Regions from separate parts of the Mus musculus genome. Here all the other regions are linked to region 1. The links are chromatin contacts, called in public HiCAR-type and HiChIP or PLAC-seq maps. All regions are on one chromosome and are shown on one strand. Each heading gives the region's core, a stretch centred on a gene start, on an enhancer-like site or on the middle of the called end of the contact. The rest is flanking DNA. Distances are from core to core; before and after follow the strand shown.

Region 1 (3,380 bases), core at 486-2,985:
CACTGGAGGCTGCATAGATTCACTCTAAAAATGGATTTATTCCCAACCTTCCTTTTATTCTCCCTGGTACCCTGAAGGAAAAATGCCATTTTTGGCTTTTGTAAGGTATAGTCTTGACAATTATTTAATTTTTAAAGAAAAGTTTTTGTTATTCTGACTTCTTTCACCAGCCCCTTGTTGTACCTAAATCTATCAGATTACATATGACCAACCACGTCCTATGCAGCAAACCAAACTATACATATATTTCAAACATATATATATATATATATATATATATATATATATATATATATCCACCTCCTAGCCAGCTCCCAAACTGGTAGTTATCAGTAAGCAAAGTTTTAAATGCTGACTTAAAGAACTGTTAAAGTCTACAATGCCCAATAGCCCACACTTTCACCTTTAAAAGAGAGCTCTTGTCCTAAGCGTTCTTATGTAATGAAACCAACACACGATTCGTTGGAGTCTTATTTTCCATTTAAGTAAGATGGAGATACAATTCTTCCTGTTTACTGCTCCCAGGTTCTACAGATGGCTGCCTCACTGGTCTAATGATTTTGCCTGAATATTTGACTTGAGGGGAGGGGTTGAGAGCTAAAAGACAATGTGTTTCCAAACTTAAGCCCCACTTACACAGTGACTTTCACAAAGCGTCGCCCTTAAAAGTCCTGTCCAAAATGCACCAAGGAGACAGTGGGAACCGGAGAATTTTTGAGGTTTGATTCGTATTTACATCCATCCTTTAAAGGTCCCTTTCAGCGGAGTCTCCAGGATGTCAGCAACTGCCCAGTGCTGCCTGCCTCTCCTAGGTTGTTCTTCTCCCTCCTTTTGGGATGTATTTTCCTTTTTCTACGAGGTCTCTACACGCTGAGTCGAGAATCTCCAAAAACCCACGTTCATTCGGTGATAAAGGCACAATGAATGTGATAGCGTAGAAGCGATATTTAAGGCTCAGTCTTCATCCACACCCTTCTTACTGATCCTTCCCCCCTGGTAAGCCTGGAGATTTTATTTTCGCTAGGGTGGTGTGCCCTTGTCTCCGAAGTGTGTGTGATTCACGGTTAGTAGAGTCACAACTCTTCTGTTTGCCTTTGCTGAATCTCTTCTCTCTGGTTAGGTGAGCAATGTGTTACATTTTCTCCTTTTCCTTCCCCTAGTCCCTAATTCTCGCCTTATTCCCTCTGTCAGAGCATCTATCAATGTGGTGTCGACCACAGCGCCAGCGGCTTTCTCTTTCATCTTCCTCCCCTTGCCTGAGTGAGGGGGCTAGAGTGGGCGGCGGGAAGGAGGTTGAAGAAAGACTGGCAAAGGACTAGAAGTGAGGCGCCGGGGGCGGGGTGGGGTGGGGTCGGCAAGAGAAGAAGAGATGCTCAGATGATGAAGTTAAGCCATTCCCGTAGTTTCTCGTCAATTTTCACGTGGGCCACACTGTTCTTTGGGGTTGGGTTACACACAGCACCCAGTCTATCTTCAGGTTGTATGGTGTCGTCCCCCCCCCCCCAGGCATGAACAGGCGGGCGCAAACACATACGCACCCCCACGGCGCCCCCCCCCCCCAAGTATGACTCGTCCTTTGGGTGCTAGGAAATGAACTAGGGCTGGGGGGGGGGGGAGAGAACCTGGATCTCCTCCTCCTCCTAACAGACTCCCTCCTCCCCACCCCTCCAGCAGGCAGCCAAGGAGAGCAGGAGGCGGGGGAGGGGCGGGGGAGGAGAAGCGACGCAAGTGAATAGCTTTGCAGCGCCGGCTAGGCGCGGCGAGGAGAAGCGGTGGGAAGGCGCAACCGCTCACCTGCGGGGCAGCGCGCACCGGAGGGACCGGGCTGCGCTTTCGTGGGCCCTGGCATTCGGACATTCCCGGAGCCTTGCAAGCGGCTACGCTCCGGGTGTTCCCCGGCCGGTCTGCCCGGAGGAGCCGAGGGGCCACCGGCAGCTCTTTGCTTTGACCGAGGGGAGGCGGGGAGAGAGGCGAGCCAGGCAGAAACTCGAGCCGGGAACAAAGAGGGATCGGGCTCGAGTGTGTGTGTGTGTGTGTGTGTGTGTGTGTGTGTGTAAGTGTGTGTATCGGCCCGAGCTGCGGGCTGGAACATTTGGGCCCGAAGCTCCTGCTGTGACTCCCCAAGACTCCGCCGTGCCAGCCACCGCCGATTCCCAGCGCTCATCATCACAAACTTTATTCTTGGCAAACTTCTCTTTTTCTCCCCTCCTCCTCCGCCCCTCCCCCTCCAGCAGATTAAATGCTCCTCCAGAAGGAAAACCGAAGCGAAAGGGAAGGAAAGAAGCTCTAACGCGGACGTCTGCAGCCCGGTGGCTCTTTATTGTTTACTCTGAAGGAAGTGGACTTTTCGGTATTTTCTGATTCTTCTCGTACCTCCGCTGGGGCAAAGGGAGCCTCTTGGCCCAGCTCTCCTCTTCTCAAAAACAAAACAAAACAAAACCCCAAATCACCGAAATCAGCATCCGAGGAATCCGTGGAGAGGTTTTGCACGGTGACGCACCACGGGACCCTCGTTTGCACTTTGGCAAGTCGTGTCCCCTCCGGAACCGGTGTCCTCGAAGCACAGACCCCAGCAACGAGTGCGGCGTGGGGTGGCCACCCAGCCCTGGCAGCCTAGCCTAGTGCACGCGGAGCGGCGTAGACGCTCTCAGAGGCGCCGGCGGCTGCCGCCCTCGCAGTCTGGTGCCCTTCGCCCCAGGGCCGGGCGCCGGCGTCCTTCTAAGTGGGAAAGCGCGGCAATCGCAGAGGCTCCTGCAGCTGCTCCAGCCGTGGGCCCCTCGCTTGCCCACCCGGCTTCCATTCACAGTCCTCCCGCACTCAGTCTTCCAACTCCCCCACCTCACATCGACCCTCCCTTCTTGCTGTCTCGGAGTGCTCCCGCAGCGGAGCGGAGATTACACAGCCGCCGGGATGCCCCAACTTTCCGGAGGAGGCGGCGGGGGGGACCCGGAACTCTGCGCCACCGATGAGATGATCCCCTTCAAGGACGAAGGCGATCCCCAGAAGGAGAAGATCTTCGCCGAGATCAGTCATCCCGAAGAGGAGGGCGACTTAGCCGACATCAAGTCATCTTTGGTTAACGAGTCCGAAATCATCCCAGCCAGCAACGGGCATGAGGTGAGTGGGCAGCTGTCCGGAGAGGCGTGGCGGGTCCCGGGGAAGCGGAGGGGAAGCAAGCAGGGTGCGCGACCACGGTGGCCATTGAGCCCTGGTCCCTCGCGGGCTGGGTGGGGAATAACGGCCCCTAGTCCATGGTGCGCACGTGTGTGAGCAGCGGGCAGGGAAATTTATCCCAAGTGTTTCTATGGCTAAACGGTGGCAAATGGGCAGGAAACGCTGGCCTATACCGGACCGGTTTCGTCCTCCGACGTTTCGGTGGC
Region 2 (3,380 bases), core at 226-2,725, 350 kb before region 1:
TCCTTTACAGATTATCTGATAGCATCAGTGTTGGCACTGACACCTTCTTGTCACCCTAAGTCCATAGTTTACAACATGGTTCCCTCTTGTGTTGTGTAGTATAGGTTTTAAGACAAATTTCTGGCAGGTGCCCGTCTCTGTATGACCACACTCACCCCCGACTGTGAAACACCTTCTTCTCTCCTCTTACTCACCTCCCCACCCACTGATGTTCTCATCAGCTTCAGAGTTTTGGTTTTTTTTTTCCTAGTGTCTTAGAGTTGGAATCCTGAGAAAAGAGTCAAGATTATCTCTCTCATGAAGAGCTATAGGAACACAAAAGCTCCTATTTCCCTGGGAGTAGTGGGAAGGTTTTAGTACAGGTTAGGGACAGCAAGATTGGGAGAAGGACAGGAGAGTCAATTAAAACCAACAATGCACAAAAATGCCACAAGGAAATCTGATGCTTGATAAGCTAATTTAAAAAGCAATATAAGATAGAAGAATTTGAACAGAGGTGCCCTGCTTCAGTAGATAAGGAGATTTCCAGAGGACGTGGGTTATAAAGTGAAAATCCCAGTGCCAAAAGTGGACTGCCGCCCTATGTGTTGTTGGTTAGGGAGATCCTGGGGTCACCTTCCCCATCCCCCAGTGCAGAGTGATTGAAACTGCTTTTGGTTGCCATCAAGAACCAGACTGTATGACTGGGTCGCTGAAGACATCACATGTGTTGATCGGAGTACACAGATAAATCAACCAAACTGGAACTAGGCTAAAGGCTTCCTTATTGCTGAGTGGTCCTCATGGTGCTAGAAAGGTGTTATAGATTTAGGGGAATGGTTGTCATCAATTGTCTTACTCAGCTATTGACCCCAGATGCAACACTACCAATCATCCAGGCAACCTGCTCACCAGCACAATGGTGGCCAGTCTGTTAGAGGGCTAACCAACCAGCTTCGAATGGGAATTGAAGCCTGATTGACAACGGAGAATTCACCTCTAGTGCTGTAAATGTGGTCAAAGCCCACGGCTGTGAGAATCATAGGCCTTAGTGGAGAAGCCGCTATTTTGCTGAATGAACATGATGATCACATCAAACTGCCTTCTAAATAACTGGGTTTGTGCCCACAGACTAGTGCTGCTGTGTGCCGTAGCCAGAGAGACTTCTTTTTGCAGTGGTCAGTAGTACCCGGCTATCATGATGAGAGTAAGAGATGGGTGAATGCTAGCCAGAAGTGGGACATCCATATCTCCACCCCAGAGGCTCGGGGGACATTGTAGAAGGAAGGGTGGAAGGAATGTAAGAGCTGGAGGAAGTGGGAGAGGGTGCGGAATGCTGACTTGTGACCATAATAAGGCCACTGCACCCTGGCACCCAGAGCAGCTGGGATTGCCTGCACAAGACTGTGCCTGTCAGCAGCTTTCTGTAGAAGGGAGAGGCACTCATAAGGTCTGCCATTTCCTGAGGACTTACGTGCGTTTCCTGGTTGTCAGGAGATAGACATTTCCTTCAATGGTGTAACCCACAGTGTGTGATCCAGTAAACAATACCTGAGCTGAGCTCCTGTAAGCAACTGTAATGAAACCGATTGGACCATCAGAGCATAACAAATGTAAGAGTAGAAGGGACTAGCTGGGGGAGGAGAGGGGAAGCAGAGAGGATAACGGGTATGTGTGTGGTGATTATGATCAGATATACATGTACAAAGATGTCCTATTGAAACCCACTATTGATCGATACTAACAAAAATAAAAGATGGAACCACTTCTCAGGGACTCTCTTCCTGTAGTTGGCTAGGTTTTTTTTTTTTCTCATGTACTGGGGAATACAGAACTGTGGTGAACCAGAGCTTCCTACATAGCGGGTAAGTATTCTACCACCAAATTTCAGCCCTACATCTTTCCTTGTTTTTGTTTTGAGACAGGGTCTTGCTAAGTTACTCGGGATGACCTTGAACTTGCAGTTCTCTTGCTTCATCTTCTGAGTAGTTGGGCCTCTCTGGCCATGACCTTTGTAATTTCTTTGTGATCGTCATGAAGACTCAGTCCTACACAAGTCCTGCCTATATCCAGTCAGCTGAGCGCAGCCATGGCGTCACTGCAATTTCTTAGGTAGAATAAGTCCTAGGTTTTTATTTTTAACTTAAAATATAGTTTGGTTTCTATTTCAGTGCTGATCACATAGGCACAGGTGGCTCATGAAAATCCCGTGAGCTGTGTGTTTATGATATACACAACAAGTCTAACATATTAGCCTTTGAGGGGGGACTTTCTCTGTAGCAGGGAGACGACTTAACAACTGTTACAGAGAAACCTCACAAATCTGGAACAAGGGTATGGTGGGGAGGAGCGAGCATGCTCAGAGTAGATCAGCTCATTTTTAGTCATTCTAGTCAGTCAAGCACATTTAGTTCCTTGGTTTAGCGCCTCCTCTGCCCCCCCCCCCCCAAGAATGCAAGATGACATCGGGATTCTAACACTCATCTGCAAATACCATAAAATTAGGTGGGAAGAAATAATTTTCTTAAAATATGTGTGTGTGTGTGTGTGTGTGTGTGTGTGTGTGTGTGTGTGTGTGAGTGTGTATTTGAGGCAGAGGCATGTATGACATGGCACACGTGTGGAAGGCAGAGGACAACATGAAGGTCTGTTTTTTCCTTTTACCATGTGGGACTGAACTCAGGTCCTCAGGCTTAACCACAAACACCTTTAAGAGCTACCTTGTTGGCCTGGAGGCTTCTGCCTTATCATTTTCAGATAGCCCTTGCACCTCCCAAAGGCTTGCTTCCTCTTATGCAAACTGTTGAAACTTCGTTGTACCTGAATTATTAAGCAGCTATAGGAATGGTTGGCTGAGTATGCAAATTTCCATCTCCCTGTGTTCTCAGGGCTGAGGTTTCCTCTATAATTCCCAGCTGGGAGGAGGAGGCTGGTTGTTAGAGGGACAGGAGAGATGAGAGAAAGCAGCAGGTAGGACAGGATGGAGGGGTACATCTGTTGGCACGGACATGAGAAACATCACGGACTGAGGGATATCACACGGTGTCCGTGAGAAATGGTTAGTCAATATGTATTGATCAGCTGGTCCTGGTGGTACATGACTGTAACCTCAGGATTTCAGAGGCTGATGCAGGAGGATTGTGAGTTTCAAGCAAGCTCTAAGTTTTATAGGAAGACTTTGTCACAAAAAAAGTTGTTGAGTTCTATTCTTTGCCAGAATTTGTACCAGGTACTTAGAAGTCCCTTGCCAAGGAAAGAAGACATTATAATTGGCACACAGGCTTATGGTAATGAGGATCTATGACACTGAGAGATGTAAGACAAGATTCTATGACATTGAGAGCTGTAAGACAATGCCCACAAAGAGCTAATAGTCACAAAGAGCTTACTACATCAGGGCA
Region 3 (3,380 bases), core at 538-3,037, 310 kb before region 1:
GGGGAAGTTTACTTCAACAGAGAAGTGAGGAAAAAGGAAGGGAGGAGGGGAGGGGAAACTGGTCAGCAAGCTCATTAGAGAGAGTAAGGGGAAAGGAGACAGAAAAGGAGGAAGAGAAATGGATTCCACCCTACCCCACCTTCCGGTTTGAGTTGAGATGATCTACAAATTAGCAAAACAATCCCTAAGACACTGCTTCTCCTCCTGTGGGTCCTGACCCACACAGGGTCACACACCAGATATCCTGCATATTTATTTACATCAGATATTTACACTCCATGACATAGCAAAATTACAGGTATGAAGTAGCAACAAAAATAATTTTATGGTTGGGGGTCACGACAATATGAGGAAAAGGGTCACAGCATCAGGAAGGAAGGTTGAGGACCTCTAAGAGATATGCATGAGGCGAAAGAGAAGGCTGGGCAGATTCCATGACAGACTTCAAATTGACAGTCAAGGAGACTAGGCCTAAAACCTGGGTAAGTCCAGGCATGCCTAGGGAAGTCAATTACTAATAGAAAAAAACCCAGGCTCCAGCCTTCATGCCCAGGTCATGGAATGTCCCAGCCGCCCGGCCTGAAGCAAGGACCATGGGTCAGCAGTAGTTTCCAGACTTCCTGAGCTACTTTTTCAGTAACAGTTCCCAGACCTTCCCAGCAGGTTTCCAGCCCCCACACCTCAGTAATGGGATGTCCCTAGAGACGGACCCAACAGATTTAACACAGAGGTCACCTACCCCAGAATTCCCTGATGTGCTTTAAATCAGGCCTGCAAGCTCACTTGGGCGTCTCTCTTTCTTGGTAATGGGGAGATCCCAGCATGCTGGACTTCTGCAGAATAAAACCCTCCTTGTTTACATACTATCTGAGTTCAGAATGCTATTCTTCAGCAAATCGTGGATCCTTACACTAAAACTGCTTTGTAGGTCTGAGGTGGTAGATTTTTGGCAGTATAGTCCCAGAATATTCCATACTACAGGCTGGCCTATGACAACTTTCACAAGCACCTCTTCTTTAAAAAAATGAAACGAAAACTGTCCGTCCACATTGGAATAATGACCATTCAACCTGCACCTTACAGCACACTTTCTGTTCAAAAGTTCCACCTTTCCCTTTTGATTTCTAAAGAGATACGAACAGGTACTAAACTTGGTGGGATCTGTGGGCCCTTTATTTTGTGCCTGCTGGAATGCCAGCCCTGGGGGGAAGTGGGGGGACGGGACGGGACACGGAAACAGCCCAGCAGAGTGGGTTCCACTGACACACCACACTCTGTTCTCTCCTAGCTTTTACGGCTCCTCTTTGGAGCTGGAGGGAGTTAAGATCTGCTTTGGCCTTCAACAGATGAGTACATCTTCCAATGATGTCCACCTCCAAGTCCAGTTCATGAAATTAGTAAGGATGTCCCCATCTCAACAGATGGCTAATTGTGAAGCCAGGGCTTTTGCTCGTGTGTGTAAATGAGCCTGGCTATCAGCCTGAAAGCTGTTCATTTTAGTATTTTTTTTTATTTTTACAAAAACAATCAAAACTCTAAAGTGTCTCCTGTCTGGATGGATATTACCATCCCCACCATCCAGGTGACGGGGGTTTGACACACTAAGAACCTCTCCTTGGTGGCTGCCTCTGACACATAGCCAATTGGCAGACATTGCTCCCGGGTCCCCCTCAGCGGTTTGCTCTTCTAAAACCGGAAGAAAGCACACAGGAGTCCCCCTTTGCATGCCCCAGTGACCTATGTGAGTGAATGCTGTTTTATTTCCTGTTTCTGTTAGACTATATGTGGCACTTTCCCCACTGTTTCCTCAGTCCCAATCACCCACATGTCTCAGAAGAGTGCCGGAACCCGGGTGATTACACTCTGTGGATATCGGAGCCAGTGGGCGTTGGTTTGTCAGGCGCAGGCATATTAGCAGATAACAGAGAACTGCTTAGGCACACACACTTAATTGGTTACTTTTAGTCACACACATACCTAGTTTAATGAGAATCACTCTTCAGTTGATATGAGCTAGTTTACTGACTTCTAATTCTTAGCCTTTGCTCTGTAAAAGCCAGTCTTCTTTCTGCTTTGTATGTATGGCCTTCCCCACGCCTTTCCTTCTGCCCCTAGCACCCCAGGTTCCTGCATTCCAGGCTGCCTCTGTCTCACTAGTAGCAGAGGATGGCCTTGAACTCTCTACCCTTCTGCTTCCCCCTCTCAAGTGCTGAGATTACAGCTGTGCACCACCTGGCTGAGTGCAGACTCATTCATACTTTAAGGCGGGACTTCCTAGAACTATCTTCCTATATAGTTTTCACCTAGCCATCTTCCCCGTTCTCAGGGATTTGCTAAGCACATATCATATTCGTCAATCTGATGCCAGACATTTATTCATATTTCATTAACTTTAAAATTATAATGATCCCCCATTGAGGCAGCTCACAGTTAACTGTCAGCTAGATGCTGCCCTGGGGTTGGTTGTTTTACCGGTTGGCATAATGAGGCTCTTCGAATTTCTGTCCACTGACCTCTTATGGACCATTGGAGGAAGGCCTGCAAACGATCATTGTCTGGTATCTAGTATTCTGTTGGGGGAGTGACGTCTTAGTGCTGATGTCCATGGCTTGAGAGGAAATCCCACGGCTAAAACAAGAGCTCTTTGCAGACACACTGTCCCCTCAGCACTCTGGAGGCACGGGCAGTGATGATGTACTTAACTCAGAATTGGACTCTGGGTGTCAAGTTTAGGAAATTGAACCTATTTCTTCAGATGATGTTTTCCTTTGTGTGGATGTGTAAGAGGAGTGTGCCAAATGGCTGTGGGAAAATATGTTGCTTGAACCAACCAGGGAAATGTCTAACAAAACCCCGCGCTTTGATTTTATTAAGCATCGGGTCATCCTTAGGGGCTCCCTGCCCCTTACTTTTTCTTTTAAGATTTACTTTGTTTTTCAAAGATTTTGTATGTGTGAATGTTTGTCTATCTGTGTGCCTGGTGTGTCCCTGAAGGAGGAGACCATGAAGGCACTGGATACCTTAGAACTAGAGTTCCTGCTGCTTGCGAGCAGCCATGTAAATGCTGGAAATGAAACCCAGTCCTTTGCAAGAGCAGCAAGTGCTTTTAACTGCACAGTCCTTTGCAAGAGCAGCAAGTGCTTTTAACTGCAGAACTGTCTGTCTTTCTAGCTCCTCCCTCCACTGTTCAATGGTATTGTGATGGTTTGTAGGTGCTCAGTCCTGGGAGTGGCACTATTTGGTGGTGTGGCCTTGTTGGAGTAGGTGTGGCCTTGTGGGTATGGGCTTTAAGACCCTACTCCTAGCTGCCTGGAAGCCAGTATTCTGTTAGCAGCCTGCAGATGAAGATGTAGAACTCTCAGCTCCTCCTGCACCATTCC
Region 4 (3,380 bases), core at 309-2,808, 280 kb before region 1:
TGGTCTTCGGTGCTCCCCACCACCTCCAGGTTGTTCCAGGCACAGCAGTTATCACCTTTCAACACATCACATGTTTTCATCTCTGCATTTTGCTCTCCATACAGCTGGGTGGGAACTCCATTGGGTTGAGAGTACAGACCTGTTACTTGTAGCCTCGGCAACTTGGGCAGTACCTGCCACGTAGGTGAGAACCTGGGAAATATTTCACTGAGGAAGTAGCAACCCTCCCTAGCGATCAGCAACCTAGAGGTGCACGTAATAGAGAAGTCAGGGTCTTCTCCTCCAAGCCGATGAAGGAGTCTCCTGCAGCCCCATGGGCAGCCTAGACCCTAGTGCTGGAAGCCCAGCTTAGCTAGCGATTAGATGGGAAGCATCAATTTCGTTTTGTTTACAAATTACAGAGAGTGCATTTGATCAGCGTACCTTTTATCCATACTTTAGTGATTCTCATCTCTGCAAGGCATCGACTTGAGACTTAAAAACATAAAAAGCCAAAGGGCTAATGGAACAAACGCCCTAGGCCAGAAACCCAGACTTTGCATTGTGCGGGAGGAGCAGGATAATTTTTTTTTTAAAGTTCAGCTGTTTTTCAAAAATAATTAAGTGTATTAGCAAATTTCTATAAGGATTATTTTTTTAGTGTGTGCATGTGTGTGTGTGTGTGTGTGTGTGCGTGTATATTTCTGTGTATTGAGATGTGTATTAATGTGTATGTATTGTTCTGTGGGTATAAGCCCAAGGTTGACATCAGGAATTTTAGTTTGTTGCTTTTATGTTTTTGAAACAGAGTCTGGTCTGCCTTCTCAGCTGGGATCCCCTGCCTCTGCCTTCTAAGTGCTGGGATTACAGGTGGCCACCTTTCCCTCCCCCACCAGCTTCTACATGGGTCCTGGGGATCTAAATGCTGCCAAGTGACACCCTTGCAGGTCCGGGATTTTCTTTTTAATCATAGGTGGCATTTTGTCCAGAATCATATAAAACAGTTAAGCACGGAGGGACCAGAAAGATGGCTTAGCAGTTAAGAACACTTGCTGCCTTTGCAGAGGACCTTAATTTGGTTCTTTGTACCATGTAAAATAGCTTAAAATAGCCTGTAACTCCAGCTCAGGGGATCTAATGTCCTCTTCTGGCTTTTGTGGGCACCTGTACACATATGGCATATATGACACACATATACAGGTGACTTTTAAAAAAATCTAAACCAGCTAAGCACTGGCCTAAATATGGCTATATAAGTTGTTAGATCAGTTTTAAATTAGTTTCACAATAAATTTCTGAGAGATTTATGGATTTATGGACTCATCAAAGATCCATTTCATAGTATCATAGCCTTTCTTACCTACTACATTTTGTTCAGGAAAAAATGTATGCTTTCCCCAAGTAAGTGGCTTTCTTGTTTCTGTAGAAATGAATGTACCTTTGAAAGAGTTAGGGAAAAGGTAATGGCCCAAAGTGAACAAAATGAGAGAGTCACGTGACACGAGTCCAGGACACGAGGCGAGTGGAGGTGACTTCTGAGCCATGGAGTAGTAGCTCACGGATGGCTGATCATGCATTGGTGGTCATGAATTACTTTTGCTTTGAGCAGATCAAGCTAGAAGCTGGGCAGGATCTGGTGAAATGGAAAAGATGACTCTTTCGTTAAGCAGTGATGAGCACTTAATTGTGTGTTATGACTTACTAAAAGCAAGTAAGCATTATTTGAAATAAACTCAGAGGATGAGTACAGGCAGTGTGTTCCAATGGGACACGTATTGTGTGGCAAGAGCGGAGATATTCCGCAACATAGACGCAAAGAGTTTGGCCAGATTAATGCTGATTTCTTTTATAACAAACAAACTGACTCTTAAAGATACTTTACATATATTTATATCATATATCAAATATATATATATGCATACACAACACACAAAGTACAGGATAAAGAGAATCTAAGCAAGAAGACTATACAGCACAATGCTTAATTATCCATAGGAATACACATATATTTTTATTACCTTATTAGGATTTCAGGGGCACTGGGGTGTAGAAGACAGAATAGATAGGACAGTGACTGGCAAAGAATCAGCTCGACTACATGGTTATAGCCACCTATTGTTTCTGACTAGCCTGACACATTAAAATTGATTGATTGATTGATTGATTGATTGATTGATTGAGACAGGGTCTCACTATGTAGATCTGGCTGTCCTAGAACTCACTCTGTAGACCAGGCTGGCCTCAAACTCACAGAGATCCATCTGCCTCTGCCTGATGAGTGCTGGGATTAGAGATGTGTACCACTACAGCCAGCTTCCTGCATTAAACGTCGACATATTTAACGTCTGATGACTTTGCCTCAGCTTGTTTGCTTCTGTTACTCGCTAGGTCCCATGGAGCTAAGTTTCCCTACCTCGATTCTCTCCTTGTGTTTAGAGTTCAGCCTGCTTAAGTTTAAATGGACAAGATGGTGTTATCTCTCTTCTTGTCCAGATTTGCAGTAAAGACTGTAATTCCTTTGGAATCCTATTGTCTCCTCCTGATAGCTGTAGTAAGTTGAGTGTCTGGAGACCATCTGAAGTTTCACAGTGGTGGCAGGACCACACTTGTCCTCTGCTGCTTCAGAAAAAAAAAATGTAATCCTACACGTGACACTCCAGTGTGCTTTGAGAAGCCACTCGAAGCAAGATAAAGCCATGTCCTCAGAGCAGGGGCAACTTCAGCAGATGGGAGGGGTGCGGTAAGATGAAGTCCTTTGGAACAACCTTCTAGCAGGAAGCACCAGCCAACCTTCATTGCCTCTCTCAGTGCGGACGTGTTTTTCAAGCAGGCTGCTCCGTGGACTTCTGACCTTTCCCCATTCTCTCCCCCAGTCACACCCTTCCACCCTGCAGCCACTGAACAAGAGCATGCGATCAATTCAGGTGCACAAACTGTTCATGCGACAGTGCGAGGAATCTCAAAGTACAGACACCATAGAGATTACGTGAGTTACAAGCACAAAGCCTCCTATTACTAAATTAGCTTGGCACAGGTTTAAAGAGTTTAATTTTGCTCAACAAACATTAAACAGTCCCTTCCTCAAGCTCCCCGTTTCCCTCCCCCAACTCCAAGCCTTTGTATTCACTATCCTGTCTTTATTCTTACAAAGATTTTTGTTGGTCTTTCACCAAAAGTCCATTTTCATTTCCTGGAATAACGAAAGCATATGCCATCCGGCAGACACATCAGCCCACTGAGCCTGAAAGCACCTCCTTTGTGTGGAAGACCTCCTAATCCCTGGCATTACCTTCTGGGGGCATCTTATTGGTTAGGCTGTGGCAGGCTTATGCGACTCTGCTGAACTTTGTCACAGTCTTGGTCACCTTGGTTCTCTACAGATCACACTGTTTTTCATGTCC

Evidence for each region. HiCAR-type assays count read pairs that join an accessible place to other places. HiChIP or PLAC-seq counts read pairs in DNA pulled down with a chosen protein or histone mark.
Region 2: a contact with region 1 is called in a HiCAR-type map of Th2 cells, with 6 times the contacts expected there. The contact joins the enhancer-like site here to the promoter of Lef1 in region 1. A contact is called at or near these places in 17 of 39 promoter capture datasets (the 3T3-L1 cell line, 3T3-L1-derived adipocytes, the C10 cell line and 11 more), 1 of 15 datasets of contacts at CTCF or cohesin (large pre-B cells), 20 of 484 Hi-C or Micro-C datasets (B cells, CD4 T cells, MC3T3-E1-derived osteoblasts and 12 more), 24 of 115 datasets of contacts at active chromatin or transcription factors (the 230-238 cell line, CD4 single positive thymocytes, the SCID.adh cell line and 18 more) and 5 of 9 other capture datasets (adipose tissue, embryonic stem cells, liver and 2 more).
Region 3: an H3K27ac HiChIP or PLAC-seq map of CD4 single positive thymocytes shows a contact between it and region 1, with 8 times the contacts expected there. The contact joins the enhancer-like site here to the promoter of Lef1 in region 1. A contact is called at or near these places in 8 of 39 promoter capture datasets (the 3T3-L1 cell line, the C10 cell line, cranial neural crest and 5 more), 1 of 15 datasets of contacts at CTCF or cohesin (large pre-B cells), 3 of 484 Hi-C or Micro-C datasets (bone marrow-derived macrophages, embryonic stem cells and regulatory T cells), 22 of 115 datasets of contacts at active chromatin or transcription factors (the 230-238 cell line, CD4 single positive thymocytes, the NIH/3T3 cell line and 16 more) and 4 of 9 other capture datasets (embryonic stem cells, liver, macrophages and 1 more).
Region 4: a contact with region 1 is called in an H3K4me3 HiChIP or PLAC-seq map of the 230-238 cell line, with 27 read pairs. The contact joins the enhancer-like site here to the promoter of Lef1 in region 1. A contact is called at or near these places in 10 of 39 promoter capture datasets (the 3T3-L1 cell line, the C10 cell line, cranial neural crest and 7 more), 1 of 15 datasets of contacts at CTCF or cohesin (large pre-B cells), 12 of 484 Hi-C or Micro-C datasets (the C10 cell line, brown adipocytes, embryonic fibroblasts and 6 more), 19 of 115 datasets of contacts at active chromatin or transcription factors (the 230-238 cell line, the SCID.adh cell line, T-cell acute lymphoblastic leukemia and 15 more) and 5 of 9 other capture datasets (adipose tissue, embryonic stem cells, liver and 2 more).

Annotation. Positions count from the first base shown.
Region 1 is chr3:131,108,562-131,111,941 of GRCm38.p6, forward strand. Lef1 (lymphoid enhancer binding factor 1) reads left to right here and starts at 1,736. Exons shown (of 12, transcript NM_010703.4): 1 at 1,736-3,117. The coding sequence starts at 2,911.
Region 2 is chr3:130,762,941-130,766,320 of GRCm38.p6, forward strand. No RefSeq gene overlaps it. Among named protein-coding and RNA genes, the nearest start is that of Gm43522, 4.3 kb to the left of the region's middle. Within about 2 kb of position 1,476, at least 8 of the 459 cell types and tissues checked have an H3K27ac peak or open chromatin away from gene starts, as enhancers often do. A contact at or near this core is called in CD4 single positive thymocytes and Th2 cells, where this site is marked.
Region 3 is chr3:130,794,929-130,798,308 of GRCm38.p6, forward strand. All of the region lies in intron 2 of Gm36443 (a long non-coding RNA gene), which reads right to left. Among named protein-coding and RNA genes, the nearest start is that of Gm36443, 7.3 kb to the right of the region's middle. Within about 2 kb of position 1,788, at least 57 of the 459 cell types and tissues checked have an H3K27ac peak or open chromatin away from gene starts, as enhancers often do. A contact at or near this core is called in CD4 single positive thymocytes, bone marrow-derived macrophages, double positive thymocytes and 1 more, where this site is marked.
Region 4 is chr3:130,830,438-130,833,817 of GRCm38.p6, forward strand. No RefSeq gene overlaps it. Among named protein-coding and RNA genes, the nearest start is that of Gm36520, 20 kb to the right of the region's middle. Within about 2 kb of position 1,559, at least 8 of the 459 cell types and tissues checked have an H3K27ac peak or open chromatin away from gene starts, as enhancers often do. A contact at or near this core is called in the 230-238 cell line, where this site is marked.